Regions from separate parts of the Mus musculus genome. Here regions 1, 2 and 3 are each linked to region 4. The links are chromatin contacts, called in public HiCAR-type and promoter capture Hi-C maps. All regions are on one chromosome and are shown on one strand. Each heading gives the region's core, a stretch centred on a gene start, on an enhancer-like site or on the middle of the called end of the contact. The rest is flanking DNA. Distances are from core to core; before and after follow the strand shown.

Region 1 (5,234 bases), core at 738-3,237, 1.3 Mb after region 4:
GTGGTTATTCAGTTAGACTCCAGACTTTCATCATGGGCCTGGCTGCCACCTCTGTCAGTCCCGTGCCTGTGAGGCCAAGACAGCTTCTAAAAACCCAGCTCTGCTCACCTCTTCTGTCTCCCACCACCACTGCTTGCCCTGCCTGCTGAGCCCTGGTGTAGCACTGCCCTGGTTACCTAAAGCTCTGATGACTGTGCCCTGTGCTACAGAAGCTCAGGCTCCAGGTCCTCTGAGCTGGGGCATCTCCCTGGGGCCCATTTGTCCTTAAGCAGTCTGGACAGCCACATTCTCTAGGCCAGTGGTTCTCAACCTTCCTAATGCTGCAATACAGTTCCTCATGTTATCCCCAACCATAAAATTATTTTCTTTGCTGCTTCATAACTGTAGTGTTCTACTGCTATGAATAATAATATAAACATCTGTATTTTCCCGTAGTCTTAGGCATCCCCTGTGAGAGGGGGGTCAGGACCCACAGGTTGAGAACTGCTGGTCTAGCCATTCATCCCATTGCCATATTATTTACTAGCCCTATACCCTGTCCTCTGTCCAAATCTATGTCTCCCTTTAGAAATTTTAGTTTATAGCTGTTCTTCCATAAATACTTCTAAGTTTCCTTGCAGCCAAGCAGACTCTGCCTTCTCTGAACAGATGGCTGCATTTAATGGGAACCAAGGCAAAGCTAGACTGTGACCTGGCTTCGCACCTCTGTCCAGTCATATGGGAAGCAAGCCTTGGTAACCCTCACACCTGTCGCCAGCAGCCTCTATCAAGAAAGCGTTTTGCAAGAACACTGTCTAGGACTCCCAGAACCTGCATTCGAGTTTCTGTTCCCTGTGATTGTTCACAAGGGCATGGGAACAGGATATTAACCAAACTCCATCCAAATGTTGTTCTTCTCAGGCAGCAGGCTAGTGGCCTGTTAGAAGCTTCTGGTGTAGTATTGCCAACTCCACATAAACTAGTTTTCTTTGTAACCTTGAGAGATATTTTCCATTCTTTTGGTTTTTGGTTTTTTTGGTTTTGGTTTTTTCGAGACATGGTTTCTCTGTGTAGCCCTGGCTGTCCTGGAACCCACTTTGTAGACCAGGCTGGCCTCGAACTCAGAAATCCGCCTGCCTCTGCCTCTGCCTCCCAAGTGCTGGGATTAAAGGCGTTCGCCACCACGCCCGGTACAACATTTTCCATTCTTATCTCTCCAATGTCATACATTCAAGCGGCAAAGACAGGGCAGACTGTTCTGTTCTGTGTTGTCTAGTTGCGATTTGTGCCTTATTAAAAGGTTTTGAAATCAGTAGTGATAAAGAAGAATGAGGCCAGCCTGGGTTCTTGGCCCTTAGCTGAAAGACACCAATGCTCTGTATTTTAAAGTCAACACTAGCAGTAGTGAACACAGTAGCAAACCAGTTTTTTCAGCGTCTCTGTACTATATCTGTATCCAAGTCACTTGACACATGGGACCATCCCTAGCCTGACAGCCTTCCAGATCTGCGCCTTTGCTTTATGCCAGCGTGTATCGGAACTGCCTGTCCGGAACCGGCTCAGATCCTTGCCATGCCCTGTGGCCACTGTGCCAGTGCCCCTTTCTGGCCATATAGCCGCAGCACGGAGGCTATAGGCATAGGCCTAAAAGTCTGGGATAATAGAAATGGATCCAGTTTTTACCCTGCAGAAGAACCACTGGGGCCCTTTACACAGCAATTCAGGAAGCCCGCCCGCCCTCCCCTCCCCTCCCCTCCCCTCCCCTCCCCTCCCCTCCCCTCCCCTCCCCTCCCCTCCCCTCCCCTCCCCTCCCCTCCCCTCCCCTCCCCTTCCCTCCCCTCCCCTCACCTCCCCTCCCCTCCCCTCACCTCCCCTCCCCTTCCCTTCCCAGGAGCTCAGAGCTGTTCAGCAAATTAACGGAGGCTTTCTTTATCTGTTCAAACTGATGTGGTTTGGCAGCTCAAGAATGGGGGAGGTGGGAGAGAAAACTAACAGGAAATGGGAAATCAGGGGAAGGGCAGGGAGATTCTCAGTGGACTGCAGAGCCACCCAGAACAGGAAACAGAAGTCAGAGGCTTATCTAGTGACCTGATTTCCCACTGTGCCATTCCTCCACTACATTTAATTAAGCAAAATCAAGTTTCCCAGGATAAGCATATAGATGTCAAATATCCCTTCCTCTTAGTAGAGTCGCTCCCTGTTCAGTGTCCCTTCTGTTGTTTGTGCTTTGGCCTAAGTATTACTAAAAATTACAAGCACTTAAAAATAATTTGAGACCATTATTTCATGAGATCTAATTATAGTCTCCTGTGGCTTTGCTGCTCAGGCATTATCCACAATACTGCCCCGGGAACTGGACCAGGCTCAATGTTAATTACATTTATGATTACAAACAGCACAGTGAGCCAAACAACTTTGAAGCCATGTCTGAATCAATGTGGCAAATGCATGATAGGAAAACATTCTGAGCACAGAATTCTAATGTCCGGCTTTCTAAAATCGAGTGAAAACACAGACTCCGAATCCTACTGGTAGCTACACAGCCTCTCAGCTTTTTGCCTAGTTACAGACTCAGTGCTCAGAACACTTGGAAGAGTCAAAATGCTCCTGAGAAATAACAAGCAGCCGAGGGAATCAGCTTTGCCAAATAGGACAGTGGGTGAGAGGAGTGTGAACAAAGCAGAAAACACGAGCATGAGAATCCCAGAATAACCCCGCCCAGCTTGTATCGGAACTTTAAAGTTTCAAACACAGAAAGTGTGGGGTCGTGGTGCACACCTGGCATGCCTTGGACCCTAGCACACAGAGGCCAGCCTGGTTGACAATAGTGAGTTCCAAGGCTACATAGTGAGAGCCTGCCTCAAAAAACAAACAAACATCCCACAAACAGCACGACATTGGCAGAGATGATGGAAACACTGCAGTCAAAAGAGACTGGAACCAAGGGTGTAGGGACAGCTACTTGTTTCTGAGATCATCACAAAAGAGTTCCCCAAAGAGCTTGGGCCACAGCCTCGTCTAGCTATGCAGTCATCGAAATCAATTCCAGGTGGACCAAGGACTGAAGTTGGAAAAATGCTCCTGTGATCCGAGTTAAAGAATCCTGGCCTATGTGTCCTACGTGTCACTGTCTGTGAGACAACACAGTGCAGGAAGTATTGAGTGGACAGCAAATCAAAGCTGGAAGAGGAGAGCATTGACTGGAGAGGCCGGAAGATGCCAAGCTTATACAAAGCCAAGCCTTTTCTCAAATCAATCAACAGAGCAGAAAATGTGGAGAAGGTATTTGCATCATATAATTGGCTGGACAAGAGAACCGAGACTATAAACAGATGTGCACACCTGTCTGTGCTCACACAGGCCAATCCAGAGGAAATGCACAAACCCTTAAGGTACTCATTTCACAAGGGAGGAAAGGAAGCCTGAAGTGAAAAGCTGTCCATCTGCACAGGATTCTGGAAAATGGGCGCTTTGTATGTGAAGTGCAGAGGACAGAACCAACCCAGAGGTCCTCGTGTATTAGACACATGCTCTGCTGCTGAGCTACATCCCAGCCACCAATTTTAAAGTAGTCTCTTGCCTGTGGTACTAGTAAAATGGTTAAGATCTGACAGAGTAAAGCGTTACTGGGGTAACAGGATGTTTATCGGTGCAATTATAAACTATAGCGTCCCCAGAAACGGTTGTTGCCATCCTGTGCATTTTAGGCCCTCTCAATTCCACCGTGGATGTGGAGAAACTTAAGTGTGTCCTCGTGCCCACCAGGAAACAGGTTCTAGGGCATGCAGGGCCCTGTGGTGGCACAGGTCTGTAATCCCATCTGCTCAAGAAGCTAAAGCAGGAGAATCACAATGAGCAAATTAGTTAGACCTCGGGGCAAAAAGTCAAAAGGGCTGGGAAACCTGTATGTAATTCTGGCACCAGGGAGGGAGGGAGCAGGATCTGAAGTGTTCAAGACCAGCCTGTGTTAGTGAGTTCAAGGCTAGTCAGTGTGAGCTACCCAGGAGCCTTCCCCACTTCCCGCACCACGTCCCACCGCAGAGTCCTGTGGGCAATATCTAGCACTGAACTAAAAATGATTAAAAAAAAAAAAAAAAAAAGACAGCTCACTACCTAAAGCAGCAAAGACTTGTAAACAAACACACGGAACAGTAGAATGAAGAATGACAGGTTCCACCTTGCAGAAAATACAACTCGCTTTTAAACATGGAGGGCTTGAAACAGTGAAAAATGGCAAATATTTGTCATTGTAGTGGGCAGGCTGTGCTTTGAAATTTTTATTATTATTGAGGAGGCAGGAGCAAGCACATGAAGCTCCTCCTCCCCCTCCTCCTCCCCCTCCTCCCTTACCTGGATTTCAGGATCTAACTGAGGCTGTTAGGCTCATGTGGCAAGCACTTCACCCTACTACACCATTTGGACAACCTCCAAACTACTGAGAGACCATTTTGGGTGCTAATGTCCCATGTGTAACAGTGGTACTAAGTCACTGAAGGCCAGGGGGAGGGAGTGGTCTCAGCAGCAGCCACACTGCTCCTGGATACCTGGTCCCCAATTCTGGCCTCTGCTGCCAAGAGAATCTTTAATTGGTGGGGCTAGCAGGCTTCGGTGGTTTAAGAACAGGGCAAATGAGCCCGGGGCCAGGGCTTCAGTTCTTCAAGGTCCAGTTGACCTTGCTCTGTTTCATACTCAGGATATACCGAGACCCCACGTAAGTCACAGACCCAACTGGGCCAGCAACAGCACAGCCAGCTCCACTGGGAAAGCAAATGCCAAGCTTGCCTCAGCATACAACTGGGCTTGGGAAAACCAGCACAAACCTGCTGGAGCCACATAGCTGAGAAATCCCAGACAGGGCCTGACATCTTCTCCTGGAGCCTCTTACACAGACTGGAGGATAGCAGCCACACTGTGAAGTGCAAATGTCTCCTCTCAGAGCTTGAAACTGCAACTAGATTCCCTGCTTGCTTGCTGTATGGTAAATGGGGCCCATGCCAGCAGCCTGACCTCTTTCACATGCCCCAAATTCTCCCTGAGAAGATGTTTAGAAAGGAAACTGGACAGATGTCTCCTTTCATCTTCACTATTGAAGACACAGTGGTGGAACGGAGACATTTTAAGTGTGTTGTGTTTGGTTTTTTTGTTTAGGCAAACAACATGGGTCTAACAGCCTTTCCTCTAACCCTTAGGAACTGCTTCGGGTCAAATCATGTTGATCTCTGAACAAAAACAATTTCTAAACCTAGGAAGTGTGT
Region 2 (5,118 bases), core at 297-2,796, 1.2 Mb after region 4:
AGTAACTTCCTGTGCCAGCATAGAAATTGGGTATTTCAATTGCATAGCACTTGAATGTGTCCTTTGTTTCTGAGTGAGTGTCCTTTATCTAAGTGCCACAAGATGGCACTCTAAGTAGGCCTTAGCTACCAAACTTACTTGCTATTTGACATCATGCGTAAAGGTTACTAATGGCATTGTATAGCATACATTTAGTAAGACATATTCCTATTAATAGGTAGATGCCCCATGTCAACCGCATGGGTCTCTTGTTAGAAGTTTTAATCTTGCCATAAACCTCTGTAACAATGAATATTTGAATAAAATAACACCTGGGTTGCTTTGGCTATATGTTCCTGTATCTGTATTCCTAGAATTTATATTTTCCTTCTTTTAAACATCATTCTTATTTAGAAACCTACAGTAGAAATTGGAATATTTTTAGGTCCCCACCCTGAGAAAGTCCCTCAGTCAGTCGGCTGTGATTGCGGGTGCTGCTCCCCAGGGTGCTGTGAGCGGAGTCAGTGGAGTGATTGCCTTATTCTGTGACATGCAGGGGCTGCTAGCATTGGAAAGGGCCTTGGAGGAATGTTGTTCTCAAGATTTGGACGTTCTTCAGCATCACAGCCGTCTGAGCCATCTAAAGACTCACTGGAAGATGATAAGAAGCCTTCAGCTTCACCCTCTACCACCACCGTGGCAACGCAGACCCTGCCGCACAGTGGCTCCGGCTTCCTCGACTCCGCATGTCAGTCCTACAGTTCTATCCTTGAGCTTTTGTGCCTTTGTCTCTGTAGCTTTTGATGGGTGGGCGGGGAGGGCTGGGCGAGCAGGGCCAGTAGTGGTCCCACTCAAGTCTGAAGTCGTTGAAAGGAAAGGTAATGTGAGTTTTAAGAATATTTTCTAGGCAAGTGTAGTTTTAGTATCTGCGTTGACAAGTTGCTAGATTATAACCAGGACTCTCTGGCACGAGAGTCTAAATTATCAAGTACAAGACAAGTCTCTGGGGTAGGCAACCCTAGCTTGTACAAAGTACATTTTTATTAATACGCTCACCAAGGTTTAAGTTTCCAGTCACTCTAGATGTGTCCTCTGTCTGACACACTGCTCTGTCCTGCAGCTAACCACACACTCCTATGCAGCTTTCTGAGCCCTCCAAGGCTGAGGCATTCTCTTGGGCCCCACTGTGTGTCTTCTGTCCCTGCCCTGTTACCAGTAGACAGTAGGGAGACCTGTGAGTAGGTGCATGAAGCATTAAGGTAGATCTCTTGTTTCCCAGTAGACTTAAGACTTTTTAATCTGGCATAACTGTAAAGCACTGGTCTGTCGGTGAACTTAAAGTGCCAGGTAATAGCACAGACACTTTGTGTCTTCCCGTCGATGATAAGGAGAGACAGACTCTGAAGCAGCCGCTTCCTTTCTGTAGCTAGCAAGCGGGAATGGACTTCTCCAGTCCTTTTAACAGACTCCACCGCAGCTACCAGGAGCACCGTGTTCTTACTGTGTCTGCCACCCTGAATTCTGAAACAGCCATCAACCAGAACCGGTCTGGGTGGCATCCAAGAGGCTGCCCCACTCCTCCACACACATAGTCCACTCCAGGGTAACTAGGCAGCAGGGCTAGGCGTTCTTATGTGGGCCAACAGCATCTGTCAGTCCTTTCCAGTGCTAAAAAATGTGTTTGCAAGTCATTAGGGCCATGTGTAAACAATTCTTTTTAGATGTTGATATTTGTATAAAGCTCATTTTTCTTCTGAGTTCTTACACTGTTTTTTTTTTATTTTTTAGTTAGAAACATGATTATAAATGTATAAACTTTAGTGGCATGCAGAAATCAAAATAGTTAACTTCTGAAAACAGTTATTTTGGAGGAATTTTGTAAGGTGGCACTAAGAATTTACAGTTCTTCATGGTCTTGTCAGTGCATGGCAGTGATGCTGGTGAATGGGAGGGTGCACACTGGGGACAGACACTCCCGGGAACAGTTGAGACCCCAGCAGGAGTGAACACATACAGTGTCTGAGCAAAGAAAACCCCGGTCCGTTCTGTATGCTGCTACAAATGTAAAGATCCCTCCCTCTCTCCCTCCCTCCCTCCGCAGTGGGAGCTCAGCTGAACAGAACTCACCACACATGTCCCCTCAGACCCAGACCCAGTGTGTGCTGTGCATGCAGCCTGCGGTCCTGCTGGGCTACACCCCAGCCGTGCTGTGTCATACTTGCATGTAAATGCTCTGCCAGTCTTCTTGTTAGATTTCACCTGTAGTCTCGACAACATCTGAGATATCTATGAGTCTGTTTCATATAGTCAGCTCTAAAGAGATAGACTAATGTTAGAGTCAGGCCCTGACAGTGCGCGTCTGTCTTCAGTCACTCTGGGTCTGGGTTCCTGATTCTTAGACTTGCCTCAGTAGAGTTCCTTCTGTGTAATCCTGACTTTTATGCCATAATTGCTGACTTGCAATCCTGAAACTCTCTCTTCCTTAAATCTCTGTGGACCCTGGCTGTTGTGATGAGGTTCTTGGGCCTCCTTCCTCCTCCCCTCCTCACACTGAGTGCCTCAGCTTTCTGGATAGCCTTCATCTGACGCCACTGTCTTTGAGTCTCATTGTCTGAGGGTAAAGAGGATACAGACTGAATCCATGATCAATCCTGTTTTCTCTGTGAAGAGTAAGTCCTGTCAGGTGTCCTTTATTTTCATCGACTTGACACATCTTGCACAGCTATCCTTAATTTCTTCTGAAAAGACAAGGCTTATCTTAAAGCATTTTATGGTTTCATTTCTTGTGCTCCTGCCGGATTTTTTTTTAGTTTGTTTAGGGGAGGGTTGGTTGGTTGTTTTTGTTTGGTTTGGTTTTTGCCCTGTAGGTTACAACGTGAATTAGCACTGAGTTTGAGGAGTATCTGAGCTTATTAACAGATTCTGACATTACACTTGAGAATTGAACTGTGTCCATATTTTCCATGAAGGAGCTCTTGACAGAAGCCTAGAGGTGCGCTCCTTGTGGGCTAGGCTTAATCAGCCTATTTGGAATGTGGTTCTTAACGATTGGCCACTGCAACACTGAAGGCCATTTGTAACTATCAGCCTTGCCTTTACACCGCGTATTGTTTGTTTTTCTTCACAGATTTCAGACTTCAAGAATCGTTCTTTTATCTCCCACAACTTCTTTTTCCGGAAAATGTAATGCAGAGTAAAGATGATAGCCTCGGTATGGTATATGTCAGGAGTGGCACTCAGCACCCTGAAATGCTCTCCTTAGAGGTCTGCTCAGTGAGAAATGGGATCAGCTCTCTGCGAGCTGCTTCAGTGCTACCACAGCAGACTATGTGTGTGTTCTTGTCTTCAATGGTAGAGTTCATGCCCACTTCAGATGCTAAAAAATAGACTCCTACCAAAGAGGGACTTGAGAGAAGAGAGGGCATTAGGCCTGTGTCTGTCTTCTATATTGTCCTCAGGCCTCAGGCCCACTGTTCTTTCCACGTCTGTGCTTAGCATACAGTTCCCTGCCACAGAGAACCGCATCACTTGTACTGGTGATGTCTAACATCAGCACCTGGACTGGGGTCTGCCCTAGCTGACAGCTCATTCTACACAATGCTCAATGTCCTTCATGGGGTGATGAGGGCGGGGGGGGGGATATTTTTAAATGTAGTGATACTGGTGCAAAGCTATTCCCAGTCTTCATTTCCAACATATCCTGAATCTATCACCAAGGACTAATCTTAATAATTACTTTTCCTACTAACTTCTTATTTCTTCTAAATTTTCTATATTTCCTCTTTCGTGTTTTTCTTATTAATAGTGAATTCTATCTTTGGTGTTAAAAAATGTGTTCAGGGTTTTCTTTGTAATTTTACCCACCTTTAAATTTTTGTGCATCTTTTTCAGTTATCAAAAAAGATTGCTTTGTATAGTTCCGAAACAGTGGTTGAGGATAACAAGCTGGCTCCTTTTGTGCCTCCAGAGCAGAGTTTATAGTAGCCAATCTCAGTGAGTTCCCCTCAAGAACTTATCTTATGTAAGGATCTCTCCAACTGGTAGTCATAGACAAACAATTCCACTAAAATAACTCGTGTTAAGCTAGAGAAACAGCTTAGCCAGTAAAATGTTTATGAGAGAGCCTGAGTTCAAACCTCAAAGCTTACTTTTTAAAAAGCTGGGCACTGCAGTACACAGCTGTAATGTCATTGGGGTGGAGACGTGGGACTGAATCCCTGCACCGCTCTGGCCAGGCTGGCCCAGCCAATGAGATACACTGTCCAACCAAGAGACAGCCCTGAAGGACTGCCTCCCAGAGCTGCGGTGCGGCCTGAGCATACGCGTGCATCTGTGTTAAGGCACGGCTGCTCAGGAGCAAAGGGCTTTGTGTTTTGTTTTTTTTAACAGATTTTACATTTAGGTATCTGAAGCACAGAGAAAGAAAGGAAGGTGGTTTTATTTTCTCCTTCCCCCATGATCCCAGAGGGCTAGAGAGAGGAGGAGAGTCCATCTCCCTCTGCAGTCCCAGCAAGTCTGGGTGTGATAATGCCAGGACAACTGGTACACGTGCATCAGAGCCTGCTTTGACCATGGGCATGTTGTACAGCCGAACCCAGTGGTGCTGCCGTGTAAACCTCTCCCGTAGAGATCCTGTGAGCCACGTGGAGAGAGGATGGGACACAAGCCCACTCCACTCACCGCTGGCCTCCCTCCCTCCCTTCCTTCCTTCCTCCCTTCCTTCCTTCCTTCCTTCAGAGCCAGCAAGACGTGAGGCGGCTGCACTGAGGGCCCAGAGGACGTTGGCTGGGGAAAGCTGGCTACCCTAGCACAGGTGGAGCCAGTCTAGGTAGCAGCTAGTGTCCCCAGAGGTGACAGGCATGACAAGAGCACAGAATAGAGTAGATAGCTCCATGATGACAGCAGTCATTTAGGACAGTAATCGCTTGTTAACAACAAATTTCAGGACCTTAAAGTCAAAGTGGAGCCAGATAAATCTTGTAACAAGAAAGTGTCTTTGACTTTCAAGCAGTTTGTGCTGGAGAGTCTGGACTAGAGCAGTAGATGCCGCAGGCAGCGTTGGAAAGTGAATCCTCTCGTCATGTGCCTGCCTCTTCTCTTTCCTGTACCCTGCTTCATCTTGACTCTACTTCATCATCT
Region 3 (5,020 bases), core at 2,365-4,864, 1.3 Mb after region 4:
AGACACTTATAACAAAACAGTGGCCGTGGAACCTTCTTCTCACCCTACTTTTCTGGATTTCTGCCTCCTTGGTAGTGTTCATCCCTGGCAATCTGCTTACCTGGTATTCCACAGAAATAATTCATTGTATTTCATCTTGCTGACTTCATTTAAAATTCAAGCCCCATCTTACATATTCATGCTTGAAACCTCTTTCCTTTAAACCCCATGATTGTGGTTTGTATTCATCTTTTAAAATAACTTTTAAAGCACACCATAAGTAGGTCCAGAGAAAGAGCTGAAGTCAACCTGAGGATTCCCAAGCCCAGGGCTGGATCTGGTGACAGATCTGTGAGGTATCATTTGGTCTAAATCTAAGCCTACTGCTTGGTACCTTATTTGGATATTGCTTTCAAAGCCTGAGCTGTTCTTCCAAACACTGGAGTTCTCGGCTCCTTTTCGGCATGATGTAAGTCCCACAAGTATTGAGTTGTCTTAGAGGTTCTAGCGGGGGTTCAGATAAGAGCCTGCATTTAAATACATTAGAAAATATTAGGTAGAAGCAAATATTTAACAAATGCACTTGAAGATCTCACTTGATGAACTAGAAGGAGGAAAATATCCTGGTTTCAAAGGTTTGAGTTTTGGCTCCTCTTTAATCTTCAAAGCAGCAACAGCTTGAAATACTCAAAGCCAAGGCCTGAAAGAACAGGCTGCACCCACCCTAATTATTCTTCCAAAGGTATTTAACCAAGGGTCTCTGCCTCCCGGTGCTCAATACCACTCAAACATCCTACTGGCTTTTTAAGGCAGCATAAAGTCCCTTGCAAAACTATAATTTAAGTAGGGCAGTTATTTACAATATTAAAACCCCTCCCACCAATAATTGTAGGGAACATTTACTGAAGTAGATTAAAGAAACACGGTTGCCCGAGTGGCAGACGCTATAGTGGTTGTTCAGAAAGTAGCTCACTTGGAAATAGCTAGAATGTGGAAGCTGGGGCTTAAGAGGCTATGAACCACCACACTTGGCTTCAACAAGTTTGTCTGAGGAAAAGGAATATTCAGAACGGATATTTTTGGTGCTAAGGCATGTTAGAGAAACTCTGGGCTTACTGGAACACATGCGCAGGTCATTAGGAATAAGTCTGGGCCTCATTCCTCATTTCATTTCAAGTATTTACCCCACCCTTCTAAGACTCAAACACATACACATCGTTTTCTTGTTTTGAGCCACTTTTAACGCCTGCTACCTCCTAGCTTATGCCTCCTTTTATATTGCCACAGATCTTTTGGAGATAAGGTGAGGGAAAAAACAGATGAGGTGAATAACAGACGTGTAAATTTTCATGAAATCTCTTTAATAAAGAGATTTCTCCATTGGGATAGACCCCTGATTCTTTGATATTTGTTTTTAATTGGTACCAGTATATTTTCTATAGCTTTTGTACCAACCTATTTGTAAATGTATACATAACATAAATGTATAGTTAACTTTGGGGATGCTAACACACACACACACACACACACACACACGGGAAAAAAGTGACAATCCAGCTCACGAATCTGGTAGCTGCTGTGGCCAGTCTGTCCACCGCACAGAGACGGATTATGGCAGGGAATGCAATTCTTAGTGGTGCCAGAAAAGTCCAGGATGTGGCAGGTTTGAGTTAGTTAGAAAAAGAAAGACTAAAACCAACCAATCAAAAGAAAACCTCTCTTGACCACATCACCCAATAACTAACATTTGGGGAATTTCCTTCTAGTCTTTTTTCAATCTAAATATTTAAAAATGGGTGTGTTCTTTCTTTCTTTCTTTCTTTCTTAATTTTTTTTTTTTTTCTTTTTCAAGACAGGGTTTCTCTATATAGCCCTGGCTGTCCTGGAACTCACTTTGTAGACCAGGCTGGCCTCGAACTCTGAAATCCGCCTGCCTCTGCCTACTGAGTGCTGGGATTAAAGGCGGGTGCCACCACGCCCGGCTATGAGTGCGTTCTTGATTTTACAGAGGCACGTACAGTTTTCTACAGATTTTTGTTTGCTTGCCTTTTTGAGACAGAGTCTCTCTAATAGCCCAGGCTGTCGTGGAACTAACTAGGTAGGACAGGCTGGCCTTGAACTCAGAAAGACCTGCCTGCCTCTGCCTCCTGGGCGCTAGGATTAAAGACATGCTCCACTATGCCTGGTCTGTACAGATTTTTTTTAACCCAAGCAACTAATTCTCTACATTATTAAAAATATTCTCCTATGTATTTTCCAACAACATAATTTCATCAACACTGTTTCCACCCTGAACAACATTGCTTCTAAGTAAACCACCCACAACGTCTCAGAGTAGAAATAACTGGAGAGAGGCAAGCTTGGAGAAGTGCATCAGTTTCTCCATGATGACTGGCTAGTGTTAGCAGAGTGGTTTCCCTTTTTTTTTTTTTTCCACTCCCAAACCTCTGGCATTTGACTCGAGTTTTCCTGCTTTCACTCCCTTACGGGTGTCCACCCCTTTCTGCAGGCTGTGCTTTTTTCTTTTGCTGTTGTGTTGATGAACAAAGGGTTATTTGCGCGGTAGGCTCCCCTTTGAAGTGTCTAGGGCAGTTCACGAAGTCCAAGACACTTTTTAAAAACCAAGATCCTTTACAGTATCTTATCGGACTCTCCTGGACTTAAATAAATTGCTAGAAGAGGCAACCCCTGGCTTGCTGATTCTGAACAGTTCCCTTCAACAGAGTGTAATAGTTAATGGGAACGTGGAAGTGGGCCTTCGGGGACCTTTCTTCGTCACTAGTCAAAGTCTTTAACAGCTCAACATCAGTTCAAAACTACTTAAATGTCTTGGAAGTGTGTGGGAGGGTAAGGAAGAGAATGTGCGTGCATTCAAAATACTGAGTCCTCTAAGTTGCGGAGGAAAAGTCCCAAGTACGCGCCAACAGTTGGCGTGGGTGGAGAAGGGGTCTCGGGGAAACCACTGCCCTCCTGGGGTGGGGTGGGGAGGTCCCCCTTTTCCAGCCGGAGCGCATGAGCCAAGCTTTTGCGTCTGGCAGGCACTTGGGTTCCAGGGGTTAATAATGCTCGCCGACTCTCATGAGTCCAGCAGGAGCCGCAGATTGGTGCGGAACCCTGCTTGCCAGGCAACTTTTGTGGCTCACCGCCCCTCTGTGTCCTTTCTCCTACTTTTGTGGGATGTTCAAGGCAGACATCGTAAAGTTTCTGCATCCCAACTTCTCTTCCTAGCTCCCCGGCGCGGTGCCTTCGCGCCCGGGTTCCCCGCACACGTCCCGGGGCCTGGGAACTTCCCGAGGCAGCTTCTCACGCATGAACCCCGGGGACCCCGCTGCAGGCGCCGCCTCAGCCCCGCGAGCCCCCGCCCCCCACCCCAGCTCCGCAGCCGAGAGCCCGGATGTTGGATTCCATCCCTGCGCCTGGTCCTTCATTTCCATAAAAGGGCAGCGCTCCGCAGGGCCGAGATTGCGGCCGCCGCCTCCCCCCGCAGCGCTCCCCCGAGGCGCGCACCGCCCCGGCCCCACCAGAGCGCGCGCCGCCTCCTCTCCCCCGCGGGAGCGCGGTCAGAGAAGAGCCAGAGAGGAGGGGGCGGAGGCCGGCTGCGGGCGGTGCTGCGGGGCGGGGGCCGGGGCGGGGAGAGGGGGTGGGGCGGGGGCCGCGGTGCCGGGACTCCATTAGCAGCGGCGCGAGGCTTCGCTTTCCTCCCGAGCAGCGACGCGGGTGCCGCCAGCCTCGCCTGTTGCCTCGGGAGCCCGGCGGGAGGAGCGCGGTGAGGGGCGCAGCGGAGGACGGGGCGCGGGGAGGACGCCGCGGGAGGAGCGGAGCGCGCGCCGGCGCGGCGCGGTCTCCCCGGCCGGGTGGGGAGGCGCGGGGCGGTCCGGGCGCAGCGGCGGCGGCGGCAGGTGAAGGCGCCCAAGTCCGCTAGGCGGGCGCGGCGGGCGGAGGCCACGGTCTGGGTGCCGAGTCGCCCGCGCTCGCGCCCTTGGTTGTGCGCGCGTAGCCGCAGCTCCTCCGCCTTCTCCCTCGCAGCGGCCGGCGCCGCGGACTCGGTGGGGTTTGTCTTCCTTTGGGGGAGTGACGCTGACGAGAGCCATTTCCTCCGCGCTCGCAGGAAGGGAGCCATGGCTCTGGACGGGATAAGGATGCCAGATGGCTGCTACGCGGACGGGACGTGGGAACTGAGCGTCCATGTCACGGACCTGAACCGTGATGTCACTCTGAGAGTGACCGGGGAGGTGCACATCGGAGGGGTGATGCTGAAGTTGGTGGAAAAACTCGGTGAGTAGCACCCCGATGCCTCCAATAAAGACTTCCCAGAATGAGAGGAGGGGGTGGGGAGGGAAGACGGCGGGGGGAGGGGTAGAATTGGGAGATCCTAGCTCCTGGCGTGTGCTGCGCTTAAAATGCGAAATTTGTTAACGTTAGGGCGCATAGACGTGCTCCCCTCTGCGTCCTGCTTGTTATTTTGATTTTTACATAAGGTAGTGAGTGATTCGAACCTACCAAATGCTTAACTGCGGATTCCCGGGACGACTTGTTGAAAGTAACGAGGAGAGAGAGTATGCAGGTGAAAGTTGTGAATGTGGTATTACGGGTCTGTAGGTGTTCCCACCTCTTATCCTCATGGAACCTGGATGTTGATGGTGGTGTTTATTGGGGAGAGTGTACAGTCAGCCCGGTCTGGAGAATGTGCACTGGTGTTGGTCGGTATGAAGTTTCAGTAGCTGTACTACGTGATGGAGTGCCCTGAAATGTTCCACTCGTCCGCTCTTGCGAGGGGTGGGGCAGTGCTTGACAAACTTGGTATCTGTATTCTGAGTTGGAAGTAAGCTATCAGGAGCATTAAGAAGCCAACGAAAGAACTTATTTTTTATTTTTTGTTTTTTTTTTGTGTGTGTGTGTGTGTGTTTTGTTTTTTTAAAGCAGACACTAAACTGAGTTGAAGATGACAGTATTTGAGTGCACATAGATACTGCATTGATTCGGACTTGATTGTAAGGAAGGGCTATCACCCAGGATATTCGAGAAAACTGCACTCCACATT
Region 4 (4,999 bases), core at 1,690-4,189:
AGCCCAAGAAACATTTTTAAAAGAGAGTGCCTCGCCAGTCCTGTCCCCACAGCACTCAGCGCCATCTCTATATACAAGGAGAAGCAGAAACTTGCCATGCACTACAACACTCCAGTGTTTTTGAGAGAGTTAGTGTAAATCCCAGACAATACCGGGAGCTGTTTAGGACACAAGGCATAGAGTGCTCACTGTTTGTAATGGCCCCTGAAGGCGTCAGGTAGACGGACGATTTTCCTTACCCACTGCCTTGTTTATGGGTGATTGATTTAATTTGCTCTTGGCCCTCATGATATTCTCCCCAGTTTCTCCAGCAGAACTTCTTGTGATGATAGAAGCATCCTGTGAGCACAATGACGCAGTCATATGAGTCACATGAGGAGGATATTGAATGCTAGGAGTATGCCTAGTGTGGCTGAGGTCCTATGTGCACAGTGACACAGTCATATATGAATCACACGAGGAGGATACGGAATGCTAGGAATATGCCTAGTGTGGCTGAGGAACTACTGTTTTTTCTATTCTTTTTTTTAAATTAGATATTTTCTTTATTTACATTTCCAATGTTTTCCCCTTTCCTAGTTTCCCCTCCGAAAATCCCCTATCCTCTCCCCTTCCCCCTGCTCCCCAACCCACCCATTCCCGCTTCCTGGCCCTGGTATTCTCCTACACCGGGGCATAGAGCCTTCACGGGACCAAGGGCCTCTTGAGGAACTACCTTTAAAAAGAGTTTATGTGTTTTGCTTCCCTGTACTATGTGTACAGTACCTGTGGAGGCCAGAAGAGGGCATCAGATCCCCCCCAGAACTGAAGTGGCCCTCTTATCTATCAGAAAAGTATGATTTCCACATGCCATATAATATTGGTGATACAGACCTCCACTATCTAGTACCTTAGCAACATGTAGCCATTTGAAGTTCAGCTGAGGACTGGTGAGATGGATCAGTGGGCAAAGGCATTGGGCTATGCCTGACCTCTGAGTTCCGTCCCTGGGATAGTAGAACTGATTCCTGTGGTTTGTTCACTGACCGTGCCTCATGGTTGCACGGCCTCCAGGAATGGCTGGGGTGTCCAGTGAACGGATAAAAGAAAGACACACATACAGGACAGTTGGGGTCAGGTAGGCTGGGCTTTTGGATGGAGAAAGCACAGCTTCCTGGAAGCTTGGTGTGTGTATTGAGTACAGAAACAGGGAGAAGGGGTGTCTTAGTCAGGGTTTCTATTCCTGCACAAACATCATGACCAAGAAGCAAGTTGGAGAGGGAAGGATTTATTCAGCTTACACTTCCATACTGTTGCTCACCACCAAGGAAGTCAGCACTGGAACTCAAGCAGGTCAGGAAGCAGGAGCTGATGCAGAGGCCATGGAGGGATGTTCTTTACTGGCTTACTTCCCCTGGCTTGCTCAGCCTGCTCTCTTATAGAATCCAAGACTACCAGCCCAGAGATGGCCCCACCCACAAGGGGCCTCTCCCCCTTGATCACTAATTGAGAAAATGCCTTACAGCTGGATATCTCGTGAAGACATTTTCCCCAACTGAAACTCCTTTCTCTGTGATAACTCCAGCTGTGTCAAGTTGACAGAAAACTAGCCAGTACAAGGGGTTACTGCGTTCAGTGAACCAGGAGGCAGATTTAATAAATCTTAGTAGGTGCAGTCTCTGCAGGGAGCAGTCTTCAGGCAGTGAATAGGGTGGGGCTATGGTAGAGATGGAAATCCACACAGACTAGAGAAAGGTTTTGCTATTTCCTTGAGCCTGGGGTGTAGTGGCATTTGCCATTTTCCCATGACTCTGAGGATTTAGTGCCCAAGCCAAATAGCACACATTCTCCCAGACCCTCACTGCCTCAGAGTTTCTTCCACTCACCACCAAACAGTGGATGTGTGCTCACACAATGAATGTAACTTTAAAATAAATGTTAATCCACTAGAGTGATGCAGAATTTAAAGTTCAATTCCTTAGCCATCTTAGCCACCTTGTATCCACAAGTAGCCAGTGGCTGTATTCCACAAGAGCAAATGTCTACCAATGCAGAAAGTCTCAGACAGGCTGGACATAGCCCTCTAAAACATTCTATTCCGTTTGCTCCAGTGAGCACATTTCAACACAAATTTATCGTGTCTTTCTTGCTTAAAAGCCTTGAAGAGTTTTTCTTCCATCATCAGCATCTAGTAGATGATGAACTGGTTTCTCAGATTGCAGCCAGCATTAAAAATAAAACTGTTTTGTAGAAATTTTACTTTGTTTTTGATTTTTTTTTTCACCACCACTACCTTTCTAATCTGTGGTCTTTATGTTACAGGGTTACACTGAGAAAAACAAAATCTTTGAAATCTTGTGATAAGCAATAAAGTTTGAAAAGCCGGGGGTCTGGGTGTAAGCCTGAGCTCCTGAACTGAGCGTATTTTGCTACTCTGTGGTTTGAGGTCTTAGACCTCTGTCACCCAAGTTCCACTAACAGATCCATTGCTGGTTGCACCCAAGACACAACGTTTTCCTTTCCTTTTTCCCTTTCCACCTCTGCCCTTTGCTCATTTGAGCCGATTTCCTGTATCGCCAGCACTCCCTTCTCTTTTCCTGCACTTATCATAGAAGCCTCAGATTAGCTTCCAGGAGGGCCGGGTGACCTTTCATAGCATGCACAAGTACCAGTTTACAGCGTTATAACAACATTGTTTAGTCGCTCGTTCCTGGAAGTAGATTAAATCCTTTCAATACAGGCACTTTTAAAATCTACTTTTGCATTTCAAACACAAGACTAGTCTCTGGAACAAGCTAGACATTCATTTAATGGCTATCCAAAGAGTAAACTACAGAATGAAGGACAAAATCAACTGTGCAGACAACAGAAGAGCCACGCAAACTCCGACCATCAGGGGGTGCTCGCGCGGGCGGCCCTCTGCGCAAGCGCGCCGGGAGGAGGCCGCGGCGGCAGTGGAGGCTGAGGCCGGGGGAAGTGAATGGTTTTACCCAGAGGGCCGTGCGCCGCCTTTCTCCGCTGGCCCCGGCGCGCCCGGCAGCTCCTCCCCGGCCATGGCGTTCACTTTCGCGGCCTTCTGCTATATGCTGGCGCTGCTGCTCACCGCCGCGCTCATCTTCTTCGCCATCTGGCACGTGAGTAGCCGGGGCAGGGGGAAAGAGGGCGAGCGACGGCGCAGCCTCTTGCAGCTCCCGGCCCGGGGCTGCGTGGGGCCCCAGCTGCCGGCGCGCGCCAGGACGTGGCCTGGCTGCTAGGGCCGTGGACGCTGCGCGCTCCCGGGCCGGGGTCCGGAGGGCATGGCGTGCGGGGTCCCGGTGTCCACGCCGCCGCGTGCGGGCCCAGGCCGCGCTCCGCTATTCGCGAGCAGGGCTGGGCGGGGCGGGCAGGCGGGCGGCTCCGTGTCTACGCCGGGCCCGCGCGCACGGCTTGTCCGCGTCCCCCGTCTCGATGGATGCCCAGTGCGCACCGAGCGGTGACTCTCGGCGTGAAGTTTTCCTAATTTTTATCCTTGAATTACCGATTTCCTTTTAAGGCTTCCTCGGAGCACGGCCAAAATCGGATATTATAAGTTACTTTAGCTCCATTTCCAACTCTGCTTTGCAGCACTCGATGGGCGATTTTCTAGTAGAACACGGTGGTTGAGAGACGAGTTCCTGGTGAACTTTGAGGCAGCTTGGATTGATTACTTCGTTGGCCACATCTCCGAGTTTTCCCCTGAAGTCATACTTTGGATCGCGAGAGCTTTTTCAGGAGACAGCCTCCCAAGCCACCTCTGTGGTATGGGCTGCATGATTTAGTAGAGGGAGTTTTAATTTGATTTTGAAAATCCTCAGAAACTTTTGGCTCCTCATATGTCCTTGCAGGGTGGACGTGCATTCTTACTGTGCTCTGTCCCTGGTGACAGTTCTATTGAGACAGACTTTTGAGTGTCTCTACCGCTTAGCACCACTGAAAGAGCTCTCTGGGAGATCAGCAATTCTCAAAAGTTGAGCTCATTTGTTTCTATCCTCCCAGTACTTTCTGGAATAATGGCATAATTTGAATGATGGGGCGAGTTCAACCTCGTGTAAATACTAAGTCAGGTTTCATCACCATCCTGTGCGTGATTAAATGGCAGCAGATTAAATGGTTGCAGAAGTCTCCGAAGTAGGTAGATAGATACCAAGGGTCCTTCTTGCTAAGGAGTGTGATTGTATTTAGAGCCTATTTGCCTGTGGATGGGGAATGCTGGGGTCCGGTGTTCACTTTGTCAGAAATAACTGCTACTTCACACAACGCTCATTAGTTTTAACTAAGATTGGAAGAGCATCTTCTGCTCTTTGGAGGAAGAACAGGAAGATGGATAGCTTTCGAGCTGGCCCCATTGTTGTTTCCAATGAAAGTGGAGTGTCTGGCTCCTTTCCATCTGTAACTTTAAGTCATTTGCTCTTTTTATAAATGTCCTCTGGAATGGTGGAGATTAGTGGAAGAGAGCTGGGCACTTCCCCACGTTTTCCACATTCTGTGTTTGGCTTAAGAAACAGCCGGGCGTGGTCGCGCAGGCCTTTAATCCCAGCACTCGGGAGGCAGAGGCAGGCGGATTTGAGTTCGAGGCCAGCCTGGTCTACAAAGTTGAGTTCCAGGACAGCCAGGACTATACAGAGAAACCCTGTCTCGAAAAACCAAAAAGAAAAAAAAAAAAAAAAGAAACACCTGCAATTTTTTTTAAAATGGGTTACTTTATTAGAAAGGAATGTGTCAAGGTGAAATAGATAATTTTAAGTCCTGTTATAGGATTAAAGAAAGTTGTGCCACAGATTAGTGGAGAGCTTTTAGATTTAGAGGTTCCTTAGTTCAGATAATTACTGTACTTTGGGGAAAATTATTTTAAGTATATGTCTGTTGTGCATTATTAGAAAACCATTCAGCAATCTTTTTACTCAAAAGATCCCTAGGTACCAGCTGAAAGAAACTGTTCAACTTAAAAGTTAGTTTTGACTAGGGGTGTGCCCACTTGGCCAAGTACCTGCCTAACATGCAC

Evidence for each region. Promoter capture Hi-C pulls out the DNA fragments that hold promoters and counts their contacts. HiCAR-type assays count read pairs that join an accessible place to other places.
Region 1: a HiCAR-type map of fibro-adipogenic progenitors shows a contact between it and region 4, with 8 times the contacts expected there. The contact joins the enhancer-like site here to the promoter of Cnih1 in region 4. A contact is called at or near these places in 5 of 39 promoter capture datasets (the 3T3-L1 cell line, 3T3-L1-derived adipocytes, liver and 1 more) and 1 of 115 datasets of contacts at active chromatin or transcription factors (fibro-adipogenic progenitors).
Region 2: a HiCAR-type map of astrocytes shows a contact between it and region 4, with 4 times the contacts expected there. The contact joins the enhancer-like site here to the promoter of Cnih1 in region 4. A contact is called at or near these places in 5 of 39 promoter capture datasets (cranial neural crest, embryonic stem cells, hippocampal neurons and 2 more), 1 of 115 datasets of contacts at active chromatin or transcription factors (astrocytes) and 1 of 9 other capture datasets (embryonic stem cells).
Region 3: a promoter capture Hi-C map of hippocampal neurons shows a contact between it and region 4, with 6 times the contacts expected there. The contact joins the promoter of Fermt2 here to the promoter of Cnih1 in region 4. A contact is called at or near these places in 8 of 39 promoter capture datasets (the 3T3-L1 cell line, 3T3-L1-derived adipocytes, cranial neural crest and 5 more) and 3 of 115 datasets of contacts at active chromatin or transcription factors (astrocytes, embryonic stem cells and pancreatic cancer cells).

What each region holds. Positions count from the first base shown.
Region 1 is chr14:45,453,419-45,458,652 of GRCm38.p6, reverse strand. No RefSeq gene overlaps it. Among named protein-coding and RNA genes, the nearest start is that of Gm34250, 9.0 kb to the right of the region's middle. Within about 2 kb of position 1,987, at least 51 of the 459 cell types and tissues checked have an H3K27ac peak or open chromatin away from gene starts, as enhancers often do. A contact at or near this core is called in 3T3-L1-derived adipocytes and fibro-adipogenic progenitors, where this site is marked.
Region 2 is chr14:45,597,174-45,602,291 of GRCm38.p6, reverse strand. Ddhd1 (DDHD domain containing 1) reads left to right here. Exons shown (of 14, transcript NM_001042719.2): 12 at 536-727; 13 at 3,107-3,190. Among named protein-coding and RNA genes, the nearest start is that of Gm41145, 18 kb to the right of the region's middle. Within about 2 kb of position 1,546, at least 33 of the 459 cell types and tissues checked have an H3K27ac peak or open chromatin away from gene starts, as enhancers often do. A contact at or near this core is called in astrocytes, where this site is marked.
Region 3 is chr14:45,528,659-45,533,678 of GRCm38.p6, reverse strand. It overlaps Fermt2 (fermitin family member 2), which reads left to right and starts at 3,614. Exons shown (of 15, transcript NM_146054.3): 1 at 3,614-3,745; 2 at 4,088-4,254. The coding sequence starts at 4,098. Gm46452 (a long non-coding RNA gene) reads right to left here and starts at 3,457. Exons shown (of 3, transcript XR_001781252.2): 1 at 3,123-3,457; 2 at 374-506.
Region 4 is chr14:46,786,297-46,791,295 of GRCm38.p6, reverse strand. Cnih1 (cornichon family AMPA receptor auxiliary protein 1) reads left to right here and starts at 2,939. Exons shown (of 5, transcript NM_009919.2): 1 at 2,939-3,113. The coding sequence starts at 3,033.